Linked DNA regions of Macaca mulatta: region 2 is linked to region 1. A link is a contact called in public Hi-C data. All regions are on one chromosome and are shown on one strand. The core of a region is the stretch at or near the end of the contact, and the rest is flanking DNA. Distances in the headings are between cores, read along the strand shown.

The links. Hi-C and Micro-C count contacts between places; a contact is called where the count stands out from the background.
Region 2: a Hi-C map of fetal cortex germinal zone shows a contact between it and region 1, with 7 times the contacts expected there. The contact joins the enhancer-like site here to the promoter of ISLR2 in region 1. A contact is called at or near these places in 11 of 14 Hi-C or Micro-C datasets (CD4 T cells, blood, cortical neurons and 7 more).

Annotation. Positions count from the first base shown.
Region 1 is chr7:52,036,970-52,043,717 of T2T-MMU8v2.0, forward strand. It overlaps ISLR2 (immunoglobulin superfamily containing leucine rich repeat 2), which reads left to right and starts at 3,626. Exons shown (of 6, transcript XM_077939802.1): 1 at 3,626-3,836; 2 at 4,884-5,034; 3 at 5,471-5,650; 4 at 6,107-6,174; 5 at 6,745-6,748. LOC144329986 (a long non-coding RNA gene) reads right to left here and starts at 4,734. Exons shown (of 2, transcript XR_013395762.1): 1 at 4,494-4,734; 2 at 1,400-4,146.
Region 2 is chr7:52,224,339-52,231,086 of T2T-MMU8v2.0, forward strand. All of the region lies in intron 11 of CCDC33 (coiled-coil domain containing 33), which reads left to right. Among named protein-coding and RNA genes, the nearest start is that of CCDC33, 77 kb to the left of the region's middle. Within about 2 kb of position 4,098, at least 6 of the 40 cell types and tissues checked have an H3K27ac peak or open chromatin away from gene starts, as enhancers often do. A contact at or near this core is called in fetal cortex germinal zone and fetal cortical plate, where this site is marked.

The DNA.
Region 1 (6,748 bases), core at 2,376-4,875:
TACACCTGTAATTTTCAGCACTTTGGGAGGCTGAGGTGGAAGGATCACTTGAGATCAAGAGTTTGAGACTAGCCTGGCCAACATGGCGAAACCCCGTCTCTACTAAAAATACAAAAACTAGCCAGGTGTGGTGGCATGCACCTGTAATCCAAGCGACTCGGGAGGCTGAGGCAGGAGAATAACTTGAACCCAGGAGGTGAAGGTGAGCCAAAATTGTGCCACCGCACTTCAGCCTGGGTAACAAGAGTAAGACTCCATCTGAAAAGAAAAAAAAAAAACAAAACACAATAGGTATGTTTCCTTGGTGGCTCCGGAAGCCCTCCAGTGACACCAAGGCACCAAGGGACCCAGTCCTTGGGCTGGAAGCCCTATTAAGGGTGGCAGAGGGGAGAGATGAAAGAACTTGTGACTGCTGATGTCATTGAGTCGCTGAATCAACAGCTGGGAAGCCAGCCTTTCTTCCTGCTTTGTGAGATGATATACTTAATACTTTCCATCCTTGGAGGTGGGTATCTTGTTATTTGCCGATGGAAATATTACACATCATCTCCAGCCCCCACTCCCCTGCCTCACCCAGCCCTACCTTTACCAGGGCAAGTCCTGCCACAGAGGAGCTGGCTGCCTCAGAACATCTCTTGTGGAAAACAGTCCTGCCTGAACTGGGGTGGGACTGCCAAGCATTTTGCACCCCGCCCCCCTTACTTGTTTTTTGGGGTTTTTATGGTTTTTTGTTTGTTTGTTTGTTTGAGACAGGGTCTCACTCTGTTGCCCAGACTGGAGTGCAGTGGTGTGATCATGGCTCATGGCTGCCTCAACCTCCTGGGCTCAAGCAATCCTCTGGTCTCAGTCTCCCTCCAGAGTAGCTGGGACCACAGGTGTGCGCCACCATGCCCAACTAATTAAAAAAAATGTAGAGATGAGGTCTCACTCTGTTGCCCAAGCTGGTCTTAAACTCCTGGGCTCAAATACTCCTCCTACCTTGGCATCCCAAAGTGCTGGGATTACAGGCATGAGCCATCTTGCTAGGCCAGGTTCCCCCTTGAATGTAGGAGTATTGCCTCTTCCAGGCAGGAGTTCCTCTTATTCAGTGAGACAAGCACAGACCCAGATAATTACATGAGCTGCCACTGGAAGAGCTGTTGTTAATTTGGATGGCAATAAAAGGCCTTGCCAGTACGTTAAGCTAATTTCATGAAAATGCTGGGAGGAGGGTCATGGGCTGGATCCCAGATTATTAATAATGTCGAGCTTCATTAGAACCATTCAGAAAATTCCTCTCAGTTGCCTCCAGCAAACTGCCACGGGTTGCTACTTTCCTCTGAAATCAACAGTCTTCTCATAGGCAAATGTGGATTTTTTTTCCCCCTAGAAAATAATTAAAAGTCACAAAGTCCAATAAACGCTTAAACAGAATATAGTTTTAATTAAAAACCTTTCAGCAAGTCTGCAGTTGCAGATCTCTCTTCGCAAACAGGCATGCTGGTGGCAGCCACAAGCCCAGTCTAAGTATCTGAAACTAGAAACCTTTACAAATCATAATAGTAAATTTGGTTGCTACATATACCCATGGTGTGTGTGTGTGTGCAAAGGGGGTGGTGGTGGTGAAGAGAGAGGTCTGGGGGCAGAGCCAAGGTCCTCCCCTATGGGGGAGGCAGGACACAAGCCTGTAGGGGTGTGTGCAGCAGAACATTTTATCAAACCTGTGTCCAACTCTGCAAGGCAATAATAATGGCTAATTCAGCTATTGTATTTAAAAAGTGGCCAAGTACTGAGCACTAAGTGCCAGGTACTAAGTGCTTTGCATACATTGATTCATTTAATCCTCAAGGTGACCCAAAAGCGTAGGTATTCTTTTGTTGTTGTTGTTGTTGTTGTTGTTGTTGTTGTTGTTTTTAAAGATAAGAGTCTCACTCTGTCACCCAGGCTGGAATGCAGTGGCACGATCTCGGCTCACTGCAATCTTTGCCTCCCAGGTTCAAGTGATTCTCCTGCCTCAGCCTCCTGAGTAGCTGGGATTACAGGCACGCACCACCACACCCGGCTAATTTTTGTGATTTTAGTAGAGACGGGGTTTCACCATGTTGGTCAGGCTGGTCTCAAACTCCTGACCTCGTGATCCGCCCGCCTTGGCCTCCCAAAGTGCTGGGATTACAGGCGTGAGCCACCACGCCTGGCCAGTACTCTTATTTATGCCTTTTTTTCTTGAGGCACAGAGAGGTTAAATAACTTGGCTAAGGACACACAGTCAGTACATAATGGAGTCTGATGCTAGAACCTGCCCTCCTGACGACTACATAGAGCCTGTACAAGGAAAGGCCGGAGGGGGAAGTATAAACTGGGCCTGGCTTCCCTGAGGAGTGATCTTTCGACTGGAAATTAGAAAAGGAAAGCAGCCTCTTGGAGGTGAGGGACTGGAGAGAACGTGTGTGTGTGTGCGCGCGCGCGCGCGCGCAGAAGCTGAAAGATGGAAAACAGTGAGTGTTCAGGGGCTTCTGGCTGGAGGGCAGCCGTGGGGAAGGTCTCCGCAGCCTTAACCGGCTGCTATGGTGGGGATGTTTGATGCCCATCTGGGCCCCGGCTTTCTTATTCTCAGAGGCCCTTCCCACATCTTTAGGCAAGTCCATTAAATCCTCTGCGTGCCACATTAAAATACAAGGGCATATATACAACTCTGAGTGCAGTTGCAACAGAATCGTTTACACAATATTGCATGTCCTAAACATTCAAACATCGATTTCTTCCAATTTTGCAGTTTCATTTTGCCCCTCTTAGCACCAATAGATTTTTTTTCAGATATCAGATATTTATTTTAATAGGCTCCTGAGAGAGTCATAAGACTCAGAGAGAAGGGAGAATGGGAGAGGTGTATAAGAAGCTTTCGTGCCAGGGACGACTATCGTTCAAGAATTAGGAGAGGCCCTGGGCACTGGAAACACTACGCAGAGCGAAGTAGGGACCGCACCTGTGTTGTGTAGGGGACAACAGAGGTTGCTGATACCTGGGACATAGACTGGGTGGGCACGGGAAGTAAAGCCTCGGGACTTTGGTTAAGCGCGCCCCACTGGAGTATCGCGCCGCAGGACTGCAGAGCCGCGGGCAGCGCTCGCCTTGGTGCAGGGTTCCAGCCACATCTTCCTCGCCCAGCCGGCACCCTCCGCCATTGATCCGCCTCTGCGCCCGGCAAGCGGTGTCCAGCAGGGGGCGCGCGCGGAGCAGGCTTGGGCCCCAGGAACAGCGCGCGGAGCAGGCTTGGGCCCCAGGAACAGCGCGCGGACGGAGTCGCTGCAGCAAGTCCCCAGATCCAATGGGTTTCAGTCTTCCCCACCATCCCGACGCTCCGGATTCACAACGTTGAAGTTAAGGGTCGATCCGCAAAAAGTGGCCGGGGGCTCCAGCTCTCCATTCCTGGGTCTATCTGGGGTCGGCCCCAGCCTGGTTAGAAGCCTTAGTCTGGATTCGGCAGATTCTGAATCTGGGACCCTCTGCGCTCCCGGCTTGGAACCTTGACACCCTCCCCTCCCCCACCCCTGCTTCCACACACCTGATTAGTTGACTGTTTCTTTAACGATCAAAGACGTGGGCGGCGGCGGGGTGAGGTCTTGGTTCCCTGCTACCCAGCCCTCCCGTAACTGTGTCTTTATTAACGTTATAAACATTAGACCGGCTTCTGAGCACCGGGCGGCGCCGGACGAGGTGCGCGCAGTCTTCTAGCTGAGCTCGGAGGCAGATCCAGAAGTCGCGGCTCCCACCCCAGGCCTCGGCGGACTCTGCCTGGGGCGACTCGGGCTCCAGCCCTGCCCGGGCGGGCACTGGGCTCTCCAGGCTCAAAGGCAGGGGTAAGGGGCGTCTTTCCCCCAGGGCAGCCTAGGGGACAAAAGCATTTGCTGTAGAGTGAGCTAGAGCCTCCGGGGACCGCGGGAGTCAGCTCCAGCGCAGAGGTAGTCACTGCGTCTTTAACCACCCAAGGTCTCCCTGCCGAACTCCTTGGCTTCTGCAACCCTGTCAAGACAGCAAGGAAAGGGGGTCTTCCCTGGTCCTCGGGCCCCGAGGTTTCCGGGTTGCTTATAGGACGGGTTCCTGCAGTCCGGGGAAGCTCCGGGCAAATAGCAAGCCCATTCTCCCTTCCACTACCCAGATTCTGCCTCCCTGCGGAAGGCAAAAAAGAAAGAAAGAAAACAGGTAAAAACCGGAGGAGGGCCCAAAGGCCTTGAGTCTCCCCGCCTGACGCCCCTCACTCAGTCGCGAAAAGTCCCCTGGACACGCCATCCGGGACCGGACTCAGCTCCAGCTGCTGGGCCCCTGCCTCCTAAGATCCTTCCCTGGCATAGGCTCCCAAGACCGCCCCCTCAGGGATCCCAAGACCGGACAACTGCCCAGGACGCAGCTCCCCGCCCCCACCCCCACCTTGTTCGGCAGACAAAGAAGGGTGTGCTGGTCCCGCTGTCTGCGTCCCTCCCCCGACCCCTCAAGGCCTAGAAACCTCAGGGACTCACTCCCAGGCTAGGGACCCAATCCTGGCTGCCCCACCACAGGGTCCCCGGCAGGGACGGGTCACAGTGCTCTCACCCCTCGACCTTTCTCGAAGACACCTTCCCTGAAAGGCGCCTTGCGCCCTCCCCATGGGTGGGCTGGGGGGATCGCAGGCCAGAGCAGGCTGTGTGAATTTCTGTGTTCTGAACTGGGGCTAAGCGAGATGCGATGGTCCCAGCCCGCTGGGCCGCCTGTAGCGACGGCAGCAGTAGGAGAGAGGGAGGGACGCTTGGAGCGTGAGCGCACCAGTCTGTTCATATTTAATTTACAAAGCAGCCTCGGAACCCCGGGCCGGGTGGTCTCTTTAGATGCTGCGCTCTTACCCTGTCTCTCTTCCCCACCCCCTCCCCTAGCTCATTAAGATGCTCAACACTCAAATCGGGGTATTGATCTCCACGGAAGCCCCAAACCCGCGCCATCGACCCACCACGAGAGACCCCCCATGGCCCGGGGTGATGGCTGTGGGACTTGGTGTGCCCGGAGAACTCAGTGGCTACAGAACGGGTGGGGATTCTGCGTGTCTCCTGGAGCCTGAACCCCTTTCCTGGTTCTGGCCAGTAGCTGTCTCCAGGGCTAACGTGGGCAGCGCACGGGGGGCGGAAACCGGGTTTTAGCCAAATGCCTCGACATCGCCGCGCCTCCGCCTCCTCGTCGCTGAAAGAAATGTCGGGGTTTCATCAGAGCTAAGGAGCGAGAGTCGGGAACAGCGAGTCTGCTGAAGCCGGCTGTTGTGTGAGGGTGTGAGACGGCGGGGCGGTGGGGGGCCACCGCAGCTTGGGGGATAGCGCGTGTGGGGTTGACCGAGTGTCTGCTTGAGAGGCTGGGAAGATATGGGGGGCAGGGATGGGAGAAATGCTTAGGCCTGAAGTCCCCAGCCCACCGTGCTCAAGAGTAGCGGACGTTTTGACACCATCCTTGTCTGTGCTACTGTCTGCTGCAGCTTCCGTGCCTCGTTCTCCTGGAGCAGGCAAGACCTGGAGTGAGGTGCTTGGGTGAGCTCGGGAGAGCTTCCCCCTGCTCCACCTGTCCCGCGGTGCGCTTAGGCCAACGAGCCGGGCAGTGGGCTTCAAGCGCTGGCTTAGCCACAAAAGACCAGATGTAAAGAGTTCCGGTTTAAGAGGTTGGGCAGGGATACGGTGGGCTGGGGAGGGGGGCGTCCCTTCCCAGCACGCCCTGCAGGGCTGTGCGTTCTGGTCTCGGGTTAGACAAGCAGGAGGGGAGGAGGGGGGTTGGGGCGGCGGCGGCGGCGGCGGGGGGAGACTAGGGCTTATATCAGCCCAGATCCAGGCAAAAATGGTAGGGAGGGCGCGGCGCTCTGCTAACACTATCAATTATGCATCGTGTTGAACGTGGCTTCGGGGAGGAGGCGGCTAGCAGCGGGGGGTGCGAGAGGGAAGGGTCCGCGCGAGCTCTGCTGCGCGCAGCTCCGCGGGTCCGGCTCGAGGTCTGTCGGTGCCACCGCCTGCATTTGCAAAAAGAGTTTAAAGGCAAAGACACTCCTTCCCCCACCCGACTTCAGCCGCGCAGCTTTCCTTCCCCCAAATTCCTCAAAGATGGTTTGTCTCACGTGTTGCAGGGCGTAAAAGCGGCTTGCATTCAATTAGCAGTGAAGCTTGCGGGTGCTGGCGGGACAGGCGCGTGAGGGTGAGTTCGCGTGAATGTGTGTATGCGTGTGCGAGAGGAGAACGGTAAGTGTCCCGTGTGCAGGTGTGCCCGTGAAAATGCGTGTGAATGTAGCAGGGACTGAACACATTGATGCGATTATTACCTGACCATGGATGATTGTAACGTGTGAAGGTCGACTATGGGGAGGGTGTGAGGGGCTGTGTGCGCGCGAATGTGTTTGAACGTTGAGGGGGGAGGTGGTGTGATGAGGGACAGTAACAACGTCAGCGGCTGTGTAAATGTGGGGGTACCTGGGTTATGGGGGGTGTAGTAGGCTGCGAAGAGCCCAGCCGGGACGGTGGGCGTGGGATGCCCCTTATGACCGACTTGGCCTTGGGGAGGGTCTCCGTGGCTTTAACAAAAGTAGACCAAGCAGGAGGCAGGAGAGGCTATGCGCGTCCCCGCCAGGCCCTGGAGCGCGCAAGGACTTTCTCCAACCTGCAGCCAGAGAGGTGGGGGAAACGGACGTAAAAGGAAAAACTGAAGTGGTACTTTGGGGCCACCGAGTCCCCAAACTTACCTGTCTCTGTCTTTGCCCCCGGCCCCCAGCCAC
Region 2 (6,748 bases), core at 2,848-5,347, 190 kb after region 1:
GGGGAGGGCCTGTGGGGGAAGGGGCTAAGACCCAAGTAGCTTGAGCATGTGGGCTGTGCCTTTAAATCTTCAAGGAGGGGGGACCGCGTTGCCCACGGGGGACTAATTATCCTTCAGCCTTTAGCCAGCTCTTACTCAAACAGACAAAAGGGGGCTCAGCAGCTCTGGTGGTACTGAGCCTCTGCAGCAGAATTTTTTTCACTCTCAGATATGCAAATCCACCTCCACAGGGTGGACCCTGGGGTTGGGCTGCAGAGGGGCTCAGGGATTTGGAAGGACCAGGAAGGGCAATGACAGCTGGACCGTCTCAGAGGACTAGTTTGGGACTGGAAGCATCTCGCTCTTCCTCCTCAGGCTGGGTAGGGAGCCATTGAGTAGGGAGCTGCCAGGCTGGTAGGGAGGGTCCTGTGGTGGCCAAGATGAAGACCCCGCCCTCCTGCCTTCTCCTGTGTGTGGGTGGAGGGCTCCTGTGGAGGGCCAGTGGGCTCACTCAGAGAGCTGCCTCAGGATCTGGGAGCTGACCGTCCAGATGGGGCCCTCCTGCCCACCGCGGCCTCCCTCCTCCTAGGACACAGCCACCAGGTGACCTGTCCCAAGCCCAAATCTAGACATGCTACCCCCTGCCCTGAACCCATGCATGGTTCCCTTGCCTGCAGCAGGAGCCCCTCAGCCTGTTGGGCCCTGGGGCCTCTGAAGCCCCTTCCTCAAGCCTTTACCTGAACCCAGAATATTCTACCCACACTCAATGGCAGTGGTGCCTCCTCCCAGCTCCAGACCCGTGCTCCCAGCTCACTCCACCTTGTACCCCTCCCCCACCTCCACCTCCGGTGCCTGGCACGCAGTGGGTGCTCAGTAAGTGTGTGCCCACTGAATGCATAGAATGCCCCTTCCTGAGCAGCTTGGTGGACCAGAGGTGGTCTGGATCACAGACGTGTTTGCCTCCTACTCAGCTCCCAGCCAGCACCTACAGGAACCTCAGTCTCTTTAGCTGGGAAAGGCGGACAGTGCTAGCCCTTACCCCCAGGCTGGCTGTGAAAACCTCACAGTGCCTGGAGCAGCTCTGTGAGCCCTAAGAGCTTCTGGCGCCTTTTTTTCCACAGCAGGGAGTGAAGAGGACAGTGTAGGAGAGTGCAGAGGGTCTGGGAACCAGATTCCATCCCTCTCGGTCCCTCCAAGACCCTCGTTACACCACTATAGGCCATTCACTCAGGGAATCTGTTTATCCACTACAAATGGATCTGTGCCCCACCCATTCCAGACCCCCCAAGTCCTCCACCAGCCATCTCAACAGAACAACCTGGACCTTAAGAATGAGGGAAACAAAAACTCTGGGAGAAGCCGGCGCAGTGGCTCACGCCTGTAATCCCAGCACTTTGGGAGGCCGAGGCAGGAGGATCACTTGAGACCAGGAGCTTGAGACCAGCCTGGGTAACATAGCGAGACGCCGTCTCCGCAAAAATTTTTAAAACATTAACCAAGCGTGGTGACACATGCCTGTAATCCTAGCTACTTGGGAGACTGAGGTGAGGGAATTGCTTGAGTCTAAGAGGTCGAGGCTACAGTGAGCCACGTTCCCGCCACTGCACTCCAGCCTGGATGACAGTGAGACCCTGACTCAAACAAAATAAAAACAAAAACAACTCTGGGAAGATGGTCAGGAGGCAGGACTGGAGATGTGCTTGGTGCAGAAGGTCTGGCTAATCAGAATTTGAATTCTGAGGCTGGGTGCGGTGGCTCACGCCTGTAATCCCAGCACTTTGGAAGGCCGAGGCGGGCAGATCACGAGGTCAAGAGATTGAGACCATCCTGGCCAACATGGTGAAACCCGGTCTCTACTAAAAATACAAAAATTAGCTGAGCATGGTGGTGCATGCCTGTAGTCCCAGCTACTCGGGAGGCTGAAGCAGGAAAATAGCTTGAACCCAGGAGACAGAGGTTGCAGTGAGCCAAGATAGAGCCACTGCATTCTAGCCTGGGCAACAGAGGAGACTCCATCCCAAAAAAACAAAAAGAATCTGAATTTTGAGACTGACTCTGAGAGGCCTGAGGTGGTCAGGGGGCATCCTGAGAGACCCAGCGAGAAGGGTACCCACAGGCAGCGGGAGTGCTCCCCCCAGGAAGCCCCCTCCCTTCATTGCCACCTGCATCTGTGAAGTCTGGGCCCTGGATTTCCATTACCTGGGCAGTGGGCAAGGCTGAGTAGGCTGCAGAGAAGGTTCCCACGGGGGACTCTCAGGGATGGGGAGAGGGAAGCGTGAGAGGAACCATGGCCAAAAAAGGCCAGGTGACAGGCAGGGGAGGCGGGGGCTCTGAAAGGACCAACTGCCTTGAGGCTCAAGCCTCAAGAGGCAAAGCTGAACACAGGGATTACCAGGGTTCTGATGGCTGAAGCACTTTGTGAAGCTCTGGGGTGGCCTGGAGTCTGGCAGCAGAGAGGTGGTTTCCGCAGCACAGGGCTGGGGAGGAGGCTTGTGGCTTAGGCCGGAGGCAGGACTGTGATCTGCCTGGACAGAGCACACGGGGCCTGTAGCGTAGGCCCGGAGGCAGGGTGGGTGGTCTCACCCCACCTCCTGCTCCCCTGTGACACTGAGCTTCCATCACCCTAGTCCCTTCCCCAACCCACAGTCCCTCCCAAGTCTCAAGATGGTCTAGGTCTCCTTGGATCCCCCCAGAGCCCCAAATGTCCAGACAGGGCTCCTTCTCCCAGGCAGAGACAGGGCAGGTGCCCCCAGTATCTCTCTCCTCCACACCTCCACCCCAGTGTGTTCTCTCCTGGCCTGGGTGAGGACCACAAATGGGACACAGTGGGCACACACAGAAATAATGAGGGAGCAATGTGAAAATGAGAGCCTAGAATTCAGGCCTGGAGACCACAGTCATCTAAAGAGACGAGGCTCTAATAGCAGGATCTCAACCCCTCCAGCTGACGATGACCAGGAACTGCATGTTTGTTAAACATGCAGTTTAACAAAGTTGGAGTTATTGTGGATCATTGTACTAAGGGGGATGCAACCATGGGGAGTTGCGGGGCATCCCAGAAAGAGTGTGTGGGTAAGGACTTCACAGATTCAAGCTGGTGTTAGAGTATTTGGGGAAGGGTTTGAGGAAACAGGCTTTGCTCTGGGTTAGATGGTATCAGGAGGCTGGCTTAGAATCAGCATTCTAAGAGTGGGTAGGTGTCATAGGAGTTCTCATCTAGAAGGCAGGAATGATGGTACTAATAAAGAAGCAGCAGTCACTCATATTAACCAGGAAAGGGAGTTTGGTCATTTTTGGGGTTTGCACAGTGACTATGTTTTATCTGTGTTCACACACGTTACGGAGTGGTCAGAGCGTGGCCTGGTATGATGTTGCGAATGACATTCAGCAGCAGGACACCAGGGTCCAGCTGAGGCCGCCAGCTCCTGGCCACCAGGGGCCGCTTTTCTTTCTTGGTAGCTTCAGACAGCAACCGAGAAGAGATGGAAGGGACAGATGTTACTCACACAGCACATGCCAGGCACTGTGCTCAACGTTAGATGGACGTTGCTCACGTAATCTTTACTAAAGTCCTCTCCTCATTGTACAGATGAGGAAACTGAGGCTCAGAGAGGCAAGATGCTCATCAGAGTCCAGAATGACTGGCAAAACTAGAATGTAAACCCAGTTTATGTTCCCCTTGGTTCCAAAGTCCCTTTCACCCTCTTGCCCTTGCCTGAGGCTGAGCCTCTGCTCGCTCATCAGAGCTACGTGGTCCTGAATTGTGTCCCTCAGGCACCCCTGCTAGGCACATCTCCCTGCAGGGTTTCAGCCCATCCATGGCAGGCCAGCCGCAGTGTCAGCAGTCACCCCAGCCCAGGAGGGTCCCCGTGCCTAGAGGTGTGAAGGGTAATGAGGCCCCATAATTAAGGTTTCTGAAGACATGGCTGGGAGATTTATAGACAGGCTTTGTCAATAATTGTGCTACCGGCTGCAGATCCAGCGAGACATCGATAAGTGCTCGTTACAGCTTCTCCCTGCTCCCTGCTCCCTGCCCTGCCCCCGCACCACGCCTCCTGAGCCATCAGCCTGCTTGTTCACAGCGCCTATGTACACAGGCTTCGCTCAATTAATTTGCACTTGTTGGCGCCATCTGTTCTTTTCATGTGTCCTTATCAGGAGTGTGTGCGCCCTGCCTCCTGCTCAGATATGACAGTGCAACCCTCCTCATACATACAGGGGCTTCCTGGGCAGGCTCACATCTGCCCTCTCAGACTGGGCTCCTCAGGGTGGGACACTGTCTCCCCCCTCAGTCTAGGGCCCCTGAAGGCAAGGCCAAGTCTTCATCTTCCTTCATCTCCCCCTCAACACCCACAGCCTCTCTCTCTCTCTGCTGAGCCAAGCTTGGCCTGGGACCCTTGCAAACCCCTCTGAGTCTGACCCCACCTGGCAGGGCCTCAGCCCCCCAGAGGAAGCCCCCAGACCCCAAACCAAACCATGCCCTGGAAGGCTGGCTACCTCTGGGTGCTGGGAAGCAGGGCGTTGGATCTGGTCCCTGCTCTGGCTCCCATAGCCTGAGCTTTGGCAGGTTCCTGCTACGAGAACAGTGACACATTTCAGTCACAGGGGTGGGAAGGGGCTGAGAGGCTGAGAAGCCACTTGGAAGTCTCTGTTTCTCTTGAGCAGCATTGATCAAGGGTGGTACAGGAGCCAAGGCTTGTACAGCTCCTAGAGTGGGGTGTGTCATGGCCTGGTGGCTCCAGGATGCCAGGGCAGGTGGCCCAGTCAGATAACTGAGAAAAGGCAGCATCTCAAGGATGCCTTCCCTTGGCTCTCTCCCCATCCCAAGGTTTTGGGTCATTCTGTCTTCCAAAACGCATCTCAGTCCCTTCCAGTCCCAGCACAGATTTCTTTCTTTTCTTTTGTTTCTTCTTCTTTTTTTTTTTTTTTTTTTGAGATGGAGTGTCACTCTGTTGTCCGGGCTAGGGTATGGTGGTGTGATCTCGGCTCACTGCAACCCCTGCCTCCCCAGATTCAAGCAATTCTCCTGCCTCAGCCTCCTGAGTAACTGGGATTACAGGTGCCCGCCACCATGCCCAGCTAATTTTTATATTTTTAGTAGAGACGGGGTTTCGCCATATTGGCCAGGATGGTCTCAAACTCCTGTTTGAGTTTGAGATCAGGTGATTTGCCCAGCACAGATTTCTAACCCTGGAGGGCTATGAATGCTGAGCTGGCCCTGCCACAGAAGTGCTAGGCAACTTCTTACCCTCTCTGGGCTCTGGGTCCTGCATAGCCATTGAATTTGTTTAAAGGCAACCAGACCTTATTCTGGGAGGGTCTTTGGGAATTCACAAGCATGCTTGGTGCCAGCATTCAGGCCCAGCCCAGTCCACTTTGCCTGCCTATAACAGGCTCGACAGCTGGGCCTTAGACTTGCATCCAAGGTCCCATGACTGAACCCTGCAGCCGCTCCAGTCTCATCTCCTACCAGCCCCTCCTTGCCACATGTCCTGTCTGCACTCCCGCAACGTACCAGGCTGCTGCTCACCTCCACACCTGTGCCCCTGCTGTTCCCTGTGCTAAGACTGTGTCCCCTCCTTATGCCTGTATCACCTAACAAACTCCTACTCATCCTTCAAAACCCATCTCCCACTCTGACATGCCCTCCAATACACCCCTGCCTGCACCCCAGGGTGAGGAGGGGGCTGGCTGAGGGGCTCCCCAGCTACTGCATTTGCCATACTGATATATTATGCCACACTGCCTGCTGTCACATCAACTAGAATACAAGCTCCTTGGGACAGAGACCCCAAGCTTTGGTCACATCTGTGTCTCCAGTGCCCACCACAGGGCCTGGCCAAGTGGGCCTGCCAAAGAGTGTATCCTGAACTGGGAGGACCTCAGTCCTTGGCCTGGGTGGGGGAAAGGCAGTGCTCACTTCTCCCCTGGAGATGAAAGGAGACACTCTCTTGCCACTCTGGCTGCCCACTTATAGGGTCATGACGACCTCAAGGCAGACAATGGATTCAGTTACGGCAAAATGCAAACATACACTTTGGGGGTGGAGGGTACAGAGGAGGGAGCTTTAACCAAGCTCCCTGCCCACCCTTCCCCTGCCAGCCCCCTGGTCTGGACCCATCCCAGGGTCCCTCTGTGAACGTCACTGACATCATGACGAACCCTTTCCTTCAGACAGCTCCAAGCTGTGGTGGAGCACCTGGGGTGGGGATTTGGGGGTTGGGGAGGGGCACAGTTCCATGTGTATTTCAGGCCCAGCAGCATTCCTGCCAGGAGAGAGTTTTAGAAACGGAAATGGAGGGCTGTGTTCCCTCAGCACATGTCCTGCCTCCTGGAGCTGGCATCTCTGCCCTCACACGGCCCATGTGCAGGGGCACAGAACCCCAGCTGCCCACAAGCCCCCTCCGAGGCTGCAGCAGAGGCCCACATCCAGGCAGGGTCCAGAGAAGTCTGACAGCCTGTCAAAAGCAACAGCAAAAGCCATCTCAGCCCCAGGAGCCTCTCCTCCCCCACCCCCGTGTGTCTGATGCGGTGGTTTTATTGCAGGAAGTGAGGGCATTCAAGACAGCCTCAGAATGTACGAACCAGACCTGGAGCCGGCAGGGGTGGGGGGCGCAGAGCAGCCGTGGGACTCCAGGAGACAGGTGTGGGCTCAGTGGAGACGGTTGCAGGGGACCAGGGAGGCATCTGGACCTTCTGGCTAGGCCAGCTTCAAACTCGAGTTGAGGGGAGGCCTCTCCCACCAGCGGCTAAGCATGGCTGTCAACAT